2 separate regions of the Sminthopsis crassicaudata genome follow, and region 1 is linked to region 2. A link is a contact called in public Hi-C data. All regions are on one chromosome and are shown on one strand. The core of a region is the stretch at or near the end of the contact, and the rest is flanking DNA. Distances in the headings are between cores, read along the strand shown. Region 1 holds the start of COX4I2 (cytochrome c oxidase subunit 4I2). Region 2 holds the start of PDRG1 (p53 and DNA damage regulated 1).

What was found. A called contact is a pair of places that touch in the nucleus more often than the background predicts.
Region 1: a Hi-C map of hippocampus shows a contact between it and region 2, with 2.7 times the contacts expected there. The contact joins the promoter of COX4I2 here to the promoter of PDRG1 in region 2. A contact is called at or near these places in 2 of 2 Hi-C or Micro-C datasets (fibroblasts and hippocampus).

The regions. Positions count from the first base shown.
Region 1 is chr2:452,113,906-452,120,441 of ASM4859323v1, forward strand. It overlaps COX4I2 (cytochrome c oxidase subunit 4I2), which reads right to left and starts at 3,293. Exons shown (of 5, transcript XM_074292800.1): 1 at 2,673-3,293; 2 at 2,450-2,485; 3 at 1,097-1,193. The coding sequence starts at 2,831.
Region 2 is chr2:451,807,148-451,813,283 of ASM4859323v1, forward strand. PDRG1 (p53 and DNA damage regulated 1) reads left to right here and starts at 3,750. Exons shown (of 5, transcript XM_074292781.1): 1 at 3,750-3,908; 2 at 4,093-4,168; 3 at 5,311-5,385. The coding sequence starts at 3,822.

The DNA of each region.
Region 1 (6,536 bases), core at 2,043-4,542, 310 kb after region 2:
GGTTACCTACCTGTTTTGTAAGTACCTATGCATGCCCATTTTCTCCCCCGTGAGGAAGTTACCTTGAGAAGAGAAATGTTTTGCTTTTTACAGTACCCCTGCACATAATAAGTACTTAATAAATGCCTGTTTGAGTCACTGTATCATTATTCTGAGAATCGGCCCTATCTGTTGAGTGATCTCAGAGATATCCCATAAGCATGTCAGACCCTCACCCCGGAAAGGTCTCCTGTGGCTGCTTAAGCATTTTCTGAAAGGGGCCTTTCATATGGGCTAGGATCCTGGCTTCAGGAAGTTTCTGTACTCTTCAGGACAAAGCTCTGCTATCCTATCCTTTCTTTGGGAGAAACGCTCTGTGACCTCAGCCATCTTATACTTCTGAGAATCAGCATGGTTTTGTCTAACTGAAGACTCAACCTGCTTTCACACAAGGGCCCTCCTCTTGTTCTCTGCAAATGTGAAGACTAATAACCAGAAGAACATCTCCTCCCACTGAGTCCCAGAAAAAAGGACTCAGGTTCCATCTTCTTGGTTTACTCTGTGTTCAAAAGGCCCCCTTCTTCAGCTCAAGTCTGGCCCAGGCCAACCTAAGATGCTCCTCTCTGGACAAATCAAGTTAGCAAACATCTGCGTAGTGCCTCCTAGGCACCGGGCACTGTACTAAGTGCTGGAAGCAGGTGACAAGCCAAAGGGCCTGGCCAAGTTGGTGGCCATGGCGTCTGGGTCCATGGAAGAGCAAGATCTCTGAGACGACAGTTCCCAGAGCCAGCTGCATTTCCTGTAGGAACTCGGCTCATTGCTCCTACGTTCATGGCCCTGGGAACTGAACTCTTCAGGCTTAGGGCCCCATGGGAAAGAGGAAAGAGCAATGGAGAGAAGAGACAACGGGCAGGAATGAGCTCTGAAAGGCTCCAGACAGATTTCAACTGCGTCATTCCAAACTTAACTGCCAAAATCTGTCTCCTGATGCTATCTTCCTACTCTAGTCCCCATCTTCCTTTAAATCTCTCTTCATCTTCATTACCCCTCCCCCATGCCAGGTGACCTCTTGGGAACCTTGGGGAACTACCTCGGGCATGGCTGGTGTGGACCTTACCAGTGTCTCCTGAGCCATGAGCCTGCCGGATACTTCTAACCCCAAAGGCTCCTCTCCTTACCAAGGGGACCCAGGAAGAGCGGGGCAGAACAAGCATCTGCAGGAAAAAGGGCACAGGCAGTTAGGGAGGAGACACACGCCTGGGACTTCCTCCCACACATACACACAAGAGAAGAGGTTCACTCCCCACAACTGGGATGCTCTTCTATCCGTGACCTAGGGGAAGGAGCAGCAGGGCTCTGAGCTCATGAAAATCCATTCTGAAGTGCAGACTCCACGCCTGTACCATACCGTCAAGGGACAGACCCCTCTTCTCTGCTGCTCCTGCCTGCTGGCCGAAGGAAGCTGGGCAGGGTGAGGCTCCTTATCCCCTCCCAGAGTCCTCCCAAGAGCTAAAGCTACTCAGTTGCCTCTCCCACCAAATTTTCCCTCATTTTGTTAAATTTGATACAAGGTGATTCATGGATTATTTCTTAAAACGTGCTCTCTTTTTCTTGCTCAGTTTTCCCTCTTTGAAACAGGTAGAGTTCTGACTCCAGGGAGTATTTAAAGTAGCCAGGTGTGATGGAAAAGTACATGGGACGGAATGTTCGGTGACCTGGTTCTGTCCCTCTCTCTACCACTCACTCATGTGATCCTTTCCCTCGCTCTAGAAATAGAGAATTAAACCGGAGAGGCTCTAAAAGCCCTCCTATCCCCAACATCCTAGGAACCTGACTCCTGTCCAGAATAGGGTGAGTATGGGAGGTGCTGGCTTAGGCCTGGCTGCTCAACTTCCAGGTCTAGGTATGGCCTGTGATCCGCCCCCCCTCCCCACTGAGCTCCCAGCATCTGTTCTGTCTCTGGTCTTGCAGGCCCTAGTAATTGTCAGCTTACGTGCTCAATGCCACCTAGGAAGGGAAAGGCACATTTATTGGATTTATTAGTGTTTTTCAAAACACACACACACACACAAACACACATGCATACACAGCACAGGCCCATCCTAGCACCCTGAAAGAAGCTTGCCCAAACCCAAACCATCTTCAGATTCTCCTTATCCCAAAAGGGATAAAAGGGCTCCCCGTACTTGGGGGGTTGGGAGGAGCCACCATATCTGTGACTTCTAGGGATGTAGGTGAGGTACCCACATCTATGGACAGAAAGACTCATGTCCAGGCACTGGGAGAGAGTCCCCCATGTCTGGGTGCTAGGAGCAGTTCTTAACATCTGGAAACAGAGAAAGATTAGCCACCTTTAGTTGGAGAAAAGAAACCTATAATTCCCATCATCCCACAACTCTCTCCATCCCGGGATTAGATGGCTGGTCCCCCTTTCTATGTCCCTTTCCCTTTCTCCCAACTCTGAACTTACCGCTGGTGCCATCAGGGCAGGACGACTCGGCTTATTCTTCCAGGGAGAAAGAGAGGTGGAGAACAGCTGCTCCTAAGGGTGGGTGGAACAAGAGCCAGAGCCCAGCCTCTTCTCCCTCCCTCCCTCCCATCCTACCCCCATCCTCCCACTTCTCTGTGGCAGGGACAAGTCCCAGGACGCCACTGACTGCAACTTCCCACCCCTCCCCCACATGGGAACAAACCTGGGCCGAGGCGCTGGGAGGGACAGAGATCTGCAGGGATGTAGGGGTCAGGCCACATTCCCCACCCACTCTTCCTAGGCCTGAAAGCACTTCCTCACGCCCATCCCCAATATACCGAGCACAGTTGTGGGGAGGGGATAAGCCAAGGCCATTAAGCATCTGGGATAAAACTAACGGACTTTACAGAATTTTACAGCTGGAAAGGATCATAGAACACATAATGGAGTAGAAAAGGGGCCTTGAACATAGAATGTTAGCATTGGAAGGGCCTTAGAATACAGAATGTCAGAGCAGGAAGGATCCTTAGAACATACAACATCAGAAAAATACTTTAGAATATAGAATATTAGAGCAGGAAGAATCTTAGATCACAGGATGCTAGAATAAGAAGAGGCCTTAGGACATAGAATGTCAAAGGTGAAGTAACTCAGTCTTAGAACTTGAAGACTAGAGGTAAAAGTGACCTTAGATTTAAACTAGAGTCCTAATGAGGGGAAGTGGTTTGCTCAAGCACATAGAGTTAGTTATTGTTAGAACTGGCATCAGATGCCCATCAATTGGGAAATGGGAAATCATACACCATAACTGGTGGTATATGATGATTGGAGTTTTTTTAATTATTAAAGATTTTTATTTTCAAAACATATATAGAGAGATAATTTTCGAAATTCACCCTTGTAAAACCTTGTGTTCCAAATTTTTTCCTTCCCTTCCCCCCACCTCCTCCCCTAGAGAGCAAGTGAGCCAGTATATATTAAACATGGAAAATTCTTCTATACGTATTTCCACAAATATCTTTCTGCACAAGAAAAATCAGATCAAAAAGGAAAAAATGAGAAAGAAAACAAAAAACAAGCAAACAACAAAAAGAGTGAGAATGCTATGTTGTGGTCCACACTCAGTTCTCACAGTCCTCTCTCTGGGTGTAGATGGCTCTCTCCATCACAAGATTATTGGATAAATATGGCACTTTCTCATTGTAAACAAACCTGCATGGAAAAGTACTAAAAATGTTAAGCTTGGCCTGGTGTATTCCAATGTTAACTTTATTCTAGCATCTTAAGAAATGACCTATACTTTAATTTGTCAAAAAGCAACATTTGTATTCAGGTGATTACATGTAGCTTCTATAACATAGTAAAGTGGATACCAGGAATGTGAGTGAACTTTTATTGAGAAAGGGAAATTGTCAAAAGAAACAGCAGGAACCGAAGAATAAGAAAACTGCTGTCACAGAACTTATTTTACCGTGGGCCTATTTCAGCTTGTGATCCCTAACTCAAAAATGCTAAACTTTTGTTTATTTCAACCCAATACTTCCAGATTCCTCCTTAAAAGGAATATATGAGAAGAACATGTGAAAGTTGCCAAAGCTCCATTTTGAGAAAAGTGCCCAGGTCATTCATATCCTTTGTTCTCTCCGGTTCCACTCCCAACTCTCTGGATTTTCTCCATCGTGCTCCTTCAGGTAACTTCTATCTCGCTGCCTACTCCTCTTTTCAACTTCCTTTTCTATGTATTCTCTTCTATTAGAATGTAAACTTCTTTAGGGCAGGAACTGTTTTTCCTCTTGCTGATATTGATATTCCTTGCATTTAGTAGTAGAGTGCATAATAAGTCCTTAATAACAATTCACTTAATAGATGCGATTTATTTTTGTGGAATATTTTGTTGTATATAGGATTTTTCTTTTTGCCTCTGACCTCCTTAGTTTATGTGCCTAGCATTGGGAGCTTTGGGACAAAGTATATAGATATTTTAATTGCTTTTTTACCATAAAGTCCTGGGTTCTTAAAGAACATATCAGTCAAGCAAAAGTCAAGTCAGGTCCTATCAAGCTGGAAAGACTAAACACAAGCCAGGATAGACTATATGTCTGTCACTCAAGGACCAGACTAAGTTCAGAGAAGCTCAACATTTTGGTTACTGGGTAATGACTACAACTCACTGACACTACGTAGTAAGGATTGGACAGGGTTACTTATGGCAATGAAACCGAAGATCTTTGAAGTGTCAATTAATACCTACTGGTTGCTCAGGTACTCAACAATTATGAGGGATTCCACTTAAGTATACAGAATACTTATTTGACTATCAGAATGTAAGTGCCCAGTAGATTTTTTTTCAGTCTTTGTTTCTCCCCCAGATAATACCATGCCTAGAACTTGATTTTTTTTTTAATTATTTTATCTTTCCCAAGGTTGCTGAGCATGTGTTTACATGAGAGGAAGCAGCTATGGTATACTGGAATACTAGATTTAGAATTGGCAAGACTTGGGTTTAAATTTTGTCTCAGACACTTTTATTAGCTGTTTGACTCTAGGTAAATTTACTTAATTCTTCTCAGGCTTAGTTTCCTTCTGTAAAATGGGGATGATAACGGCACTTACATAACTGGGTTATTTTTTGCAGTTTGAATGAGATTATATATAAAGCATTTTGCAAGTGTTAAAATGCTTAAATTCTAACTATTGCTATTAAGGTAAGTCTAGAGAAGAATGAGACCTAGTCCTTGCTCTCACAGAGTTTACAGTCAAAGAATTTTGTGCAAATATCTGTTAGACAAAATGGAACTAAAGTATACAGGAGAAATGTAAAAATTGTTCAGAGTTGTGTCTTAGGAAGATTTTTGGCAGTTATGGTGAAAGATGAACTAGAAATAAAGAATCTGAAAGCAGGACAACCAGGGAGGAAGCTATTATGTGAGAAATAATAAGGACTTGAACTAGGGAGCAGTACTTGGAGTAAAAAATAAGATAACAAATGAAAAAGATGTTGCAAAGGTAGACAAAATTGACAGAACTAAAAGTACTAATCTTCCCACTGACAAAAACTGTTGAGAAAACTGAAGAACAATCTGGCAGAAATTAAGTTTGTACCAATACCTCATACCATATGACAAGATAAACTCAAAATGGATACATAACCTAGAAATGAAAGATCACAGCATGAACAAATTAGAGGAGCAAGGAAAAAATTACTTTTCTGATAACTGGATGAGAAAAAAGTTTCATGACTAAACAAGTAATAGGGAGGATCCCACAAGATAAAATGGACAATTGTGATTTTATAAAATTAAAAAGTTTTGCACAAACAAATATAATATAATAACATTTAGAAAAGAAAGTAAGGAAAAAACCTTTGGCAACAAATTTCTCTAATAAAGGTTACATTTCTAAGATATATATGTGTGTGTGTGTATATATATATATATATATATATATATATATATATACATATACACAGAACTGATTCAAATGTATGAGAGTAAGATCCTTCCGTAGTAGATCAAAAAAAAAAAAAAAAAAAGACAAAAAGTTATGAATAGACAATATTCAAAGGAAGAAATCCAAGTTTTCAACAATCATATGAAAAAATGCTAGAAATCATTAAAGAATCATAAAGAAATGCAAATTAAAGAAACTTTGAACTTCTGCCTTATACCTATTAAACTAGCAAAGATGACCCAAAAAAAGATAATAAAGGTTGGGGGGAAACAGGTGTCGTAATGGATTGATGGTGGAATTGTGAACTGGTCCAGCTATTCTAGAAAGCAGTTTGGAATCATGCCTCAAAAGCTATTAAATATCATATACTTTTTGATTCAGCTATACCATTACTAGGTGTATATCCCAAAGAAATTAAAGAAGGAAGAAAAGGGCCTGTATATAAAAAAAATTGTAATATTTCTTTTTATGATAGCCAAAATTTGATGCTAGTAATTTGGTTTTTTCTTTCCTTCTTCTGATCAAATTAACCAAAGGTTTATCTATTTTGTTGTTTTTTTTTTTTAATAAAACCAACTCTGCATTTTATTTATTAGTTCAATAGTTTTCTTAGTTTCTATTTTGTTAATCTCTCTTT
Region 2 (6,136 bases), core at 2,500-4,999:
TGACAAATATGGAAATGTGTTGAGAAAAATTGTACATCTTTAACCCCTATTGGATTACTTGCTGTCTAGGAGAAGTGGGAAAGAAGTGAGGGTGTAAAATTTGGAACATAAAGTTTTGCAAAGGTGAATGTTGAAAACTATCTTTGCATGTATTTGGAAAAATAAAAATACTAAAATACCAAAAAAGGGACAAGGAAAAGTCAAAGGCAGATCCAAGTTTGCAAATTAATCTAACATGGAAGATCAATTTCTGGAGTGAAGGGAAAAGGGAAGAAATGGTGAGATCATAGAATTCAGAACTTTAATATTCCTTATATCTTACTCTAATTCACTTATATGAGTGGATATCTAAATTACTCCAAAAATTACATTCTGTACCTCTCTTTCTTCACCCAATGTGGGGACATGGTTTCTCAATTATATTTATTAAGAACCAACTATGTGTCAGGCACTGTGCTAAGCACTGGGAATACAAAAAAAGGTGGGAAAAACGTGGAATCGTACATGCTAATGGGGGAGAGAGCATAAGTACCTGCAAGATATATATTGTATAAATGGAAGGCAATCTCAGAAGGGACGCACTAGAGGAATGAGAGACAGTGAGAGAAAGATAGGAAAATCCTCCTGAAGAAGACAGAATGTAAGCTGTGTCTTGGTGGAAGTCAGGAAATCTAGGAAATAGAAGTAAGGGGAAAGAATATTCCAGCATGGAGAAAAACCCAGATTAACAAAATTGATTATCATATATTAGGATTAGCAAACAGGTTATTGTAGCTACAATGGAGAATAAAGAAAAGGAAATAAATTATAAAAAGATTAAAAGCTAAGGGAGCAGGTCATTAAGAACTTTAAATTTCAAATGGGGTATTTTATTTTGATCCTGAAGTGAAGATCAACCTATGCTTTAGGAAAATGATTTGGCCATTGAATGGAGAATGGATTTGAGACAGGAAGAATAATGAAAAGGGTCTGCACCAGGATAGTGCTGTGTGAGTGGAGGGAAAGGGATATATATTTTTTTTAATTAAAGCTTTTTATTTACAAAGCATATGCATGGGTAATTTTTCAGCATTGACAGATGCAAAACCTTTTGTTCCAAATTTCCCCTCCTTCCCCCTCCCCCCTCCCCTAGCTGGCAGATAGTCCAATACATGTTAAGTATGTTGAAATACATGTTAAATCATATATATACATATATATGCATTTATATACATATTCATGTACATTTATGCATAATAAAAATCAGATCAAGAAGGAAGAAAAAAAACTGAGAAAAAAAAAAAAACAAAATGCAAGCAAATAACAACACAGAGAGTGAGAATACTATTTTGTGGTCCACACTCTGTTCCCATGGTTCTCTCTCTGGCTGTAGATAATAATTCTCTTCATCACTGCACAAGTGGAACTGGTTTGAATCATCTCAATGTTGAAAAGAGCCACGTCCACCAGAATTGATCGTTGTATAATCTTGTTGCCATGTACAGAGATCTCCTGGTTCTGTTCATTTCACTCAGCATCAGTTCCTGTAAGTCTCTCCAAGCCTCTCTGTATTCCTCCTGCTGGTCATTTTGGTGTGGGCGTAGCCCCTTTTAAGATTTCTTTTTTCTGATCTCCAACCCCCTCTGGGACTGACTGACCTTTGTTTGATTTACAAAATCTGGTCAAAACCACCCTTTTGTATTCCAAGGGGAGAGATCCGGATCTGAGCCAGTTTGGGCTGTACCCAGCCCCCGTTCTAATGATCTGCTCAGGTTTCCCAACTCCCATCTGGTGGGTTCTGGCCCTCCAGGAATCAACCTGGAACTCCACCCTAGGCCCCAAGCTGGAATCATCTCTGGGCAGAGGGTTGAAACATGTAAGCACCATGCTTTGCATCACAGACTCTCTGTCCGCCACTTCTGGTGTATTTTTTCCTCTATCTAACTCCTTTTACTAACCAGACTTTAACCTTACTTCCAAACCCTACAATAAACCTCTTTTATCAATCTAGGTTTTCGGTCCTGTAAATTCATTTACAGGGGACTCTTGCCGCTGCTAGAACTCATTTATCCTTGCGTGGAATCTAAAGGGGTTGCAGGGGAGCTCCATTTCACTCCCTGTACCTGGAACCTGCCACTAGGCCTCAATTAATCCTAATTTTATTTAGGTAACCCTTATCTAGACCTCAACATTTGGTTAGACCTCATCAATTTCTTACAAAACAGTAGTGTTCCATAACATTCATATACCACAGTTTATCCAGCCATTCTCCAACTGATGGGCACCCACTCAGTTTCAGTTCCTGGCCACCACAAAGAGGCTGCCACAAACATTCTTGCACATGTGGGTGAGAGAAAGGGATATTGACGAGGCTTTACAACAGATGGAGTATGTGTGCCAAGTATGAGCAGTGGTTCAGTGGAAAAAACTTTGGATTTATGGGTTGAGGGGAGGGTTGGAAGTGGGAATTGTTGCTGATCACTATTTTTCCAAGGCATAACTCAGAAGCCGAGTCCCTCCCCACCAAAAAAAAAAAAAAAAAAAAAAAAAAAAAAAAAAAAAAGACTTTTAAGAAGTGTGAAAAAATGTCTTTAGTTGAATCAAGAGAAGAACTTGGACAGTAGGCAAGAGATTAGTCCTGTCCTGAAGCACCCTTTAAAACAGTTCGGGCGTTAATCTGAGAGACCCACATAGTTGAGATGCATTTAACAGGGACGCACATGAAGACACCGTCTCCAGACAGACAGACTCAGGGAAGGAGACTAATCAAGAAACTTGTAACCAAAACAATCCCAGGAGCGAAGAAAAAACTCCACTATGGACTCAAAGGAAATAGCCTGACAATGAGTCAAGCTGTGAGAAAGGCGGCCTGTAGGAGCCCGTGTGGGTAACCTGCTCAGCAGGCGTGCTCCAAAGAGGAGCAGCCCGGGAGAGAGAGGACATCAAGGCCCTACATTGGCACTGCTGCTAGATCCGTGTTCACTCTCCCCACTGTCTCGTTGGTGGGAATGCACGTTCCCGGCTTGGGACGCAGTGTTGTAACGCTCCTTTTTTGTATGCCACCTCACTATTTTCACTTTGGATCAATTGTTAAGAAGATGCTCACCAGGGGGGTGAACAGATGCGGAAAGATCCCGCAGACCTGTGGGGATCATGGCGAAGATCTGAAGGCTGAAAGAGCAACCTGCACATGGCTACTTGGATAAGTCACATAATCTACCAAACTGTTTGCACAGAAAAACGGCTAAAGCAGTGGAAATTTTATATAGGGCTTTAGCTTTGCAAAGTGCTCTGTGCGGTTCTCTCAGCCCCGGGGGGTGCCCATTTTACAGATGAAACGGGGCAGGCCCCAAACTCATCCCTTCGGAGTCTAAATCTAACCTGAAAGCGGCCGTACCACCCAGCTGCAGAAATTAACCGGAGATTATCTCTGGAGAGCTTTATTTTTCGCACAGTTTACAGAGATAACGGTAACCAGGGTGGAGGTGAGGAAGCCCCACTCTTCGCTGCAACCCTCCCCAGTTGCTGATGCCGCATTGGGCACGAGGGGCAAAGTACTTAACCGGGGCTCTGGGTGAGTCCCGGCCGTCCCGGAGGAGGAGACCCGAAGACAGCCATTTTCGCACCGGAGAATTTCAGCCGGATGGGGGCGCCGACGTACCGGACTTTTTCCAGCTTACCCTCCTACGAGCCCAGAAGGCGTCACGTGGTCCCGAAGGCCGTCCCACATTAGTTCCCACCGCCCCGCCCCCAGCGTGCGACCTAGCTTACGAGACCACGTGCGCTGCCGCGGTGGTGGCGCGTGCGCAGAGGGAAGCTGCCGGACCGCACCATCGCCGGTCATGTTGGGGCCCGATTCCGAGCGCGTGTTGCGTTACCTGAGCGAGGTGGAGGAGCTGGCCGAGGCGGTGTTGGCCGACAAGCAGCAGGTCCCTGATGGGCCCGAGAGCGAGGGGAATGGGCTTCTTAATCCCCGCCCCCCTCATTCCTGCACTTTCCCCTCCACGCTTTCCTTATCCCGACTCTGAGCCGGAACATTGGCCAAAGCTGCCCCCTGACCCTTTCCCCTCTCTGGGCTCCACCCTCACGTCTGGCTTTGGATTTTTTCCCTAGATAGTGGACTTGGACTTGAAGCGGAACCAGAACCGGGAAGCCCTGAGGGCTCTGCAGAGAGACCCTGGCCCGTCAGGTAAGTCGTGGCGTGGTGGGGGTCAGGGGTCACGGACGTCATTCCCTGACGTCAGCACGCCTTTCCAGGGGTGAGTCTGCAGTCCAGCTGGAGCCACCATTGCTCCAGTATCAAGTATAAGGTGCTTTCTCTTTAAAAAAAAAAAATTTTAATTAAATTAAATTTTTAAAAATTTAAAAGAGTAGCGAACAGGGAGGCCGTTTGTTGGAAGCAAAAGCCCGAAGGCCCTTATGTATAGTTATATGCTGTGATTCAGCGTTGTGTTAAGGACTGGCGGGGCTGTTGGAGGCGCTGTGCTTGGGAAACTTTAGCTTCTGTGGGACTCTCAATTCCCGAGCTTTTAGGAACACCGAGTAGGAGCAAGGCTGGCTTTTCTGTGACTTTGAGGGTCCATATCACTTAATTATCCTTAATTCCGCTTGTAGCAGTGTAGTGAGGAGGGGGGGGGAAGAACAAATCAAAGCAAAGGATATTTAGATCTAAAATTCACATCACTTCTTCACCGGGTCCAGAGCGTACTATCACAGATACAGGAAATACCTTTGAGGACACGGGTCCAGAGTCGCCTAACTTTTCTTTCCTGTATAGTTAAGATAGGAATTTGGGGTGTTTGTGTTTTGTTTTGTTTTGTTTTTATAAGTTTTTAAGCAACAATTCCATAGAAGAAGTTAGAGGTCTCCTTTCTTTGCTTGTTTGGCACCAAATTGGGTCTTATATTTTACCATCTTTCTCAGGAATTATGAATACCTGAAGTCTTAGAAGAATACTAATTAAAAAATAATAATAAATTACCTATGAATATGTACTGTCAAAGAAAATGTTATAATTATAAAAATTAAAATTAAAAAAATAAAAATAAAATAAAATAAAAGATGAGAAAGATTTTTAAAAAATACTAATAAATAATAGCTGGCACATAGCTCCTGAAGATTTGTTCAGCGCTCTGCATGTTATCTCACTCAGTTCTGATAACGACCCTGTAAGATATTATCTGAGTTAGAGATGAGGAAACCGGGGCTGGAAATAGCCTAGTTGACTTGGGAGGGTCAAACAGCCAGTAAATGTAGGATGAGGTCACGTCTTCCAGATGCAGAAATACTTGGTGATTTATCAAGCTGACCGTGGCATGTTTACCATTTCAGATAAAGTGATGGTTTGTTTTGGAAACATGTTCATCAAGCTTCCCCGACCACGGACGAAGGATATGATTCAGAAAGGTAAGGGACCCCAGATTGAACACTGTGGCGCTACCTCCCAAATCAATTTTTGCATAGTTTAGGCTTGGGGCTTAATTAAAACTTGTCACAAAGTCTCAGTTACAGAAGTTTAATAGCCTTGGTCCTAGAGATCCTTCTTTGGAGCATATACCTCAAAAGAGATTAAAGACAGAAATATACACCAAAATATTCAGAGTACATTTTTTTATAATAGCAAAAACTTGAAATGAAGCGGGTATGTGTTGGTTAAGGCATAGCTATAAGAAACAAGAGGAGGAATTCAGAGAAAGATAAGATTTGTTTGAATTGATGCAGAGTAGCAAGATAAACCAGTAAAATCATAAACACAGTGATTACAATGAAAAAAGTCTTAGCCCTCAAAACCTTCTTGGAACCAGTTTTGTTTTTTTTTGGAGGGGACATGGGGGGAAAGAAGTTGTAGGGTTTCAATGCAGAAAGATGAGGCCAAGAGTTGTATTCTTCACTGGAGAAGAAGGAATTGGACATCTACCATCCTGATACAATGGCTGATTTCTTTTCTTTTCTTTTTTTTTTTTCTGAGGCTGGGGTTAAGTGACTTGCCCAGGGTCACATATCCTGATACAATGGAAAGAGCACTGACTGAACAGTCAGGATCTGGGGTTCCAGGCCTACAAAATTCTGCCCGACTCCATAAAAAGATATTGCTTTCTGTGTGACCTTGGAGAAGACAATTTGTTGGGTCTCAATTTTTTCATTTAAAAAATAGACT